Linked DNA regions of Zea mays: region 1 is linked to region 2. The links are chromatin contacts, called in public Hi-C maps. All regions are on one chromosome and are shown on one strand. Each heading gives the region's core, a stretch centred on a gene start, on an enhancer-like site or on the middle of the called end of the contact. The rest is flanking DNA. Distances are from core to core; before and after follow the strand shown. Region 1 holds the start of LOC542621 (cell cycle checkpoint protein MAD2 homolog). Region 2 holds the start of LOC100193582.

Region 1 (2,700 bases), core at 188-2,687, 200 kb before region 2:
AATTTTTCGGGACGGATGTAGTGCCCACAAGTCAAAATCTTCACTCGTACTCGTACTCGCACTCATCAGATCGAGTACCCGTCGAATTTCAGTTTTACATGTTAAATTGCCATCCCTATATATGGCTTTCAATACGGCGACTTTAACTATCATCTGCTAAAGATAACCATAATTTGTGGCGAGTGGAATAGTTTCTCTTGTGAATTTCAAGAAATGCTATGCTTTTTATGGAAATTTTGAAACTTTGTAACTCTTCTTGGCTACTTGATCAAGAGTAGATTACACAAATACTTAGATACATGCGTATCTAGCGAGTAGTAATGTGAAAGCGCGAAGGCTGGTGGTACCAGACGAGTAGGGATGGCAACGGGTTTTAAACCCACGGATACAGAGATTATAAACCCGTACCCGCGAGATTAATGTTAAACCCGTACCCGTACCTGCTACCCGCGACAGATAGCGTGTGTTACCCAAACAAGCTACCTGCGGGTTTATGGCACCCGCAGGCACAATCATATAATAAATATTTATTAAGCTGGTAGCACATAATAATAAATATTTATTAAACTGGTAAAAACATGTACCGATCTTAGCCAAAAGTTTACGAGTTCCCTGACGTCTGTAGTCTTCTTTTATATCATTTGATTGGCTCCGTTCGCTCAAAGCTTTTGGGGTGGCACTAAATTGAGATGCATGTGCTCTACAGTCTACACGGATACACAATGCACACCAGTACACCACACATACGTAGGCATGGGCGCTCGATGCAAACTGTTTTAATAGCAGGGCACAGTGGAAATGTGTTTGCCGTTGCCAAGGGCCAAGGCCCATTAGCTAGCTACCAAAGGTCGTGAGGAGGGGACTGGGCGGACGCTTCGTGTTTCACGCTGAGGCCATGACGAGGGGGCTGTGTGCACGAGGCCATGAAGCCACAGAGAAAGTCGTCATATTATATATATACACACACGCGGGTATGTGGATTTGCGGGCACGAGTACAATATTTTCATACCCACGAAAAAAATTCGTCTGGTTGAGAATCAAACCTGTAACCATACCCACGGGTACAAACCCACACCCAAGCCCGCATCCTATAGAGTTTTTAACCGCGGTCACGCGGGTAAAATCATCCTGATTGGTTACTATGCCGCACTCGCGCAGGCTTGAGCGATGCATTGACCGCGCTTGAGCGCGTGTTTGGCTGCCTGCGTCTTCGTCCATGGCCCTGCATGCGTGTATGCAGTTCAGCCCATTTTTCACTGTCTTGCCTGCACGTCTGGAGATGTGGAAAATGAACTTCCCTGGAGGTCCAGGTCGGCTCGAGCGCGCGCCAGCCGGGGAACCAATCAGGCTGAACGTGTGTGTTGTCATCCCTAAAGACGAGAGTACATGCTCATAAATCAATGCAGTTAACAAAAAAAAAACACTAGGCCGAGCCCAGTGCGCGGCCCCCACACCCACACGACCGTTGGGCGCGCCGGTCCGGCCCACCTTTAAAAGCCCCCGCACCAGTCCACCACCGTGCGCGCACATCCATTCAGACATCCACCCACCAGAGCCGGTCGATCCGTTCGAAACGCTCCGGGAAAGATTCCACGACTTGGGACTTCTCACATTCCCACACCGCACTGTGCCACTGCCGCCGGCCCGCCGCACTAGCCGTTGCTTCTCCCTTCCCGTTCCCAAGGAGTTGTCCTCGCCGGCGGATCCGGGGCGCCGCTGCAAGAGGAGGAAGGAGGAGGAGAGGATACCAGAATGGCGTCGCGCTCGGCGTCCAAGGATATCATCACGCTGCGAGGCTCTGCCGCCATCGTCAGCGAGTTCTTCGGTACGCACGCGGCTCCCTGCCCCCTTTCCTGTTTAGTTTCTTTTTTCGCCCATCGGGTGCCTGACGAAATGCTTCGCTTCGCATCGGCAGGGTACGCGGCGAATAGGTACGGTACACTTTACAGTGCCCGGCAGACGGCGGCGGTGCCGGTCCATCCGGGATTAGATCGGTGAGGGAGGTTCGGGGTTTTGTATTGACTAATTGATTCGGTTCCGTTTTTTTCCCCCCATGGCTTAGCATCCTCTACAACCGCGCTGTGTACCCGGAGGAGAGCTTCAGCAAGGTGAAGAAGTACGGGCTTACCATGCTGCTCACGCAGGACGAGGGCGTGAAGAACTTCATCGCCAGCCTCACCTCCCAGCTCTCAGGTCGGTTTTCCTCACACCACTACCTGAGGCCGATCTCTCCTTCCTCGAGTGCTCGCGAATGTCTCTGAAAAACTCACTGTCGCAGAATGGCTGGAGGCCGGGAAGCTGCAGCGTATCGTGCTGGTCATAATGAGCAAAGCCACCAGCGAGGTGCTCGAGCGCTGGAACTTCAACATCGTCACCGACGCCGAGGTCGTCGAGAAGGGGTGCGCCACACACTATCTTATCCCCCATCTTCCTGCGCGCGACCCATAACCAATCCCAAGTAGACGCTGCGCATTGTGTCAGCCTGCCATGGCTTGACATTGATAGCGTCGTCTTCTGATGTTCGTCAGGGCCATCAAGGAGAAGAGCGACAAGGAGATCATGAGGGAGATCCAGGCCATCATGCGCCAGATCGCGTCTTGCATCACCTACCTCCCCTGCCTCGACGAGCCATGTAAGGGCCGCAACCGGCATCCAGTCGCTTCCTGTATTTTCGCCTTCCTTTTGGAAACCGGCGCTGC
Region 2 (2,740 bases), core at 151-2,650:
AGTAAGAACAGTTAGTTCTTAGTTGCAGGGGGTTAAGGGTAAAAGGAAACAAGCAAGAGTGTTGTCATATGGGGTATGAGCGAAAGGGCCTCTAGCTGAGTTGGTTAGTTGGTCTGAGTAGCACTCCTTAGGTCGTGGGTTCGACTCCCCGTGGGAGCGAATTTTAGGCTGTGGTTAAAAAAATCTCCTCGTCTGTCCCACGCCAAAGCACAGGTCTAAGGCCCAGTCCCGGTCGTGGCCGTTCTCACATGGGCTTCGATGCCGCTGTGTATGGGTGGGGCAAGGGTTCAGGGGTTTTTTCGACCTGTGTGAGAAGGTCTTTTCTTAATACAATGCCCGGGGGCTGTCTTACCTCCCGCAGGTCGAGATGTCATATGGGGTATGAGAAAGGAATAAACCGAGGCAAGCCTTTCCCCACAAATGTGGAGGAGAGGCTCTTCGAACTCGTGAGACACCTCTCACCGCTACGAATCTTTTTGGAACAAAAAGCTTTGCCGAAAGTTTTATTTGAAGGAGAAAACCAAAACATGTGTTGGACCAGTTCTTCAGGGGAACAGGACCCCAAAAACCAAACATAAAGGGGTGCGCCGCACAAACCAAAAACAATTACCATCCAATCCAAATGGTAAGGAAGATTCAACGGACAATGGACTTCTGGGGTAGCCTGGTTAAGTAATACGTAATTGGTAGCATTTCAAACTACTTTTTATTAGTTGCGAACTAAGCTTGCTCCCATTCTTGAACACCCACTGTCCTAGTGTGACACAAACAAAACCGCTGTCCTAAACCCCCAATACCAAACTAAAGGGTCATTGAACAACACATGCAAACATTCCAATGATATGCTACCACTGGCCAAATACCAGACGATCTTCAGTGCACAAACGAGGCAGCTCCAAAGTCAAGCGCATGCAGAAGAAGGGGGTAAACCAAGAACACGATCCAATTTCAGTACCTGAAGCGGCGCCACAGGTGGGGGCAGCCGCAGACGCGGCCGAGCGCCGCGCGGGCCTCCGGGCAGCCACGGACGCGGGCCGCGCGCGGAGTTCCGCAGCCAGGCTCGGCAGGCGCCGCTGCGGCACGTGGTCGAACACATAACGCGCTTCCAGCAGCGTGGCGCTGGCGCGCCGCCGCGAGTAGCAGCGCGGAGGTGGCGTGTTCACGGCCGCTCTCATGCTGCGCCTGCGCGCGCCCCCTTTCCTGGAGAGCTTCAAAAACGCGCGACGGCGAGCTCCTGCGGCTGGCCGGCGGCGACGACGATTCAGCGTGACGGAGAAGCAGCGCGGCCCAGTGTGTGCGTCCAGATATTTGGGTTTTGTTTCGTTCTCTCCCCGTCCCCTAATCCTTTTCCCTGACGGCCACGCAGCACCGTCCGATGTAAATTGGACGGCTCGGGTGTGCTCAAGGGTCTCCCAGAAACAGACCTACAGTAATCCCAAGATAGGGAGAGCGGCGGCAGGAGAGGAGGATACAGTATAGTGCTTAGTGCACACTCGGCATCCTGGAGGATCTCGACCAGATCATAGCACCGTCGTCTCTAGTGAAATGAAAAACCAGATCAGTCGTCAGGTCAGATCAGAAATGCAATTGCTTTTTGGACTTCGGTTCCATCCAAGCTCGGCGCTGGCTCCAGGTACATCTCCATGCTATGATGATCTGTGTCGGGGCTGCAATTTGGCCTTGCTGGGTGTTGCTGCTGTTAGGATTTATGGGCTTGGCCCAATTAAGTTATTCAAATAAATCCCAGGAAAATCTCAAAAGCCCATATAAGTTGATGGCAAAGGGATAGGTGGAACCAATAGCACCATATTGCTAGCTCTTGTGGAGTAGAGCTAACTTAAATATGGAAGCCACACTCACTCACCAAGTCATGGATGAGAGGAGAGTGTGTGGAGAGCCACACGCACGCGCGCGCTCGCTCGCCTGGCCGGGCCGGGCCGGGGCGAAGGGCGCGGGCGCACGACATGCGCGTGAATGGTTCGCCGAAATCCGGCCCCTCGCCTTGCGGGGGCGCGGCTACCTTTTGCCGTTTGATTTTTTGGTTTCTTGGCTGTTACGCTTATCCTAACCGATCGCTATAAAATCTCAACTGATTGCGAGATTTTCGTGGGCGGATAAGCACAGGGGGTCGCGGACTTGGCCCTATAAAAGGAGCCCGGCAGCCAGCCTCCAAATCATCCGAGATCCCAGTTCGCTTTCGCCTCTCTTCATAGCTGAGCCGCCTTTTAGTTCCCTTCGTCCCGACCGCAGAGGTGCATCTGCGATCAGGAGAGCAGGTCTCCGGAACCCTTCGTCTTCTAGATCCTGCACCGGGAGAGGGCGAATAAGGTTTTTGGGAAGCGTCTTCACGCGACTGCTCGTGATCTGCTGACCTCGTCGACCCAGCTGATCCTGGCGCGCGCCAACAATCAGTAAGTCTAATCAGTACGCATCATCTGATTTGGCTTTTATTTCAGTTCTTCTGATTTGGTCATGATTTATATTCGGAATTTAATTTGGAATTTGTCTAATTATTCAACAATCCAAAAACCTTATTGTAGACAATTTCCTAGTTTTTCTATGGCTGCTTTTGCCGACGCGCTGAAGCCAGAAAAGTTTAATGGTATGCACTTTAAGAGATGGCAAGTCAAGGCCACGCTCTGGCTTACTGCTATGAATGTCTTCCATGTTAGTAAAGGCAGACCTGAGGGTCCACTGACTCCTGAACAGGAGAAAGAGTACGACCATGCCAATACTATGT

Evidence for each region. A called contact is a pair of places that touch in the nucleus more often than the background predicts.
Region 1: a contact with region 2 is called in a Hi-C map of ear, with 4 times the contacts expected there. The contact joins the promoter of LOC542621 here to the promoter of LOC100193582 in region 2. A contact is called at or near these places in 2 of 25 Hi-C or Micro-C datasets (ear and tassel).

The regions. Positions count from the first base shown.
Region 1 is chr10:129,003,206-129,005,905 of Zm-B73-REFERENCE-NAM-5.0, reverse strand. LOC542621 (cell cycle checkpoint protein MAD2 homolog) reads left to right here and starts at 1,437. Exons shown (of 7, transcript NM_001112148.2): 1 at 1,437-1,826; 2 at 1,917-1,932; 3 at 2,064-2,194; 4 at 2,280-2,400; 5 at 2,530-2,633. The coding sequence starts at 1,754.
Region 2 is chr10:128,800,400-128,803,139 of Zm-B73-REFERENCE-NAM-5.0, reverse strand. It overlaps LOC100193582, which reads right to left and starts at 1,400. Exons shown (of 2, transcript NM_001348933.1): 1 at 956-1,400. The coding sequence starts at 1,175.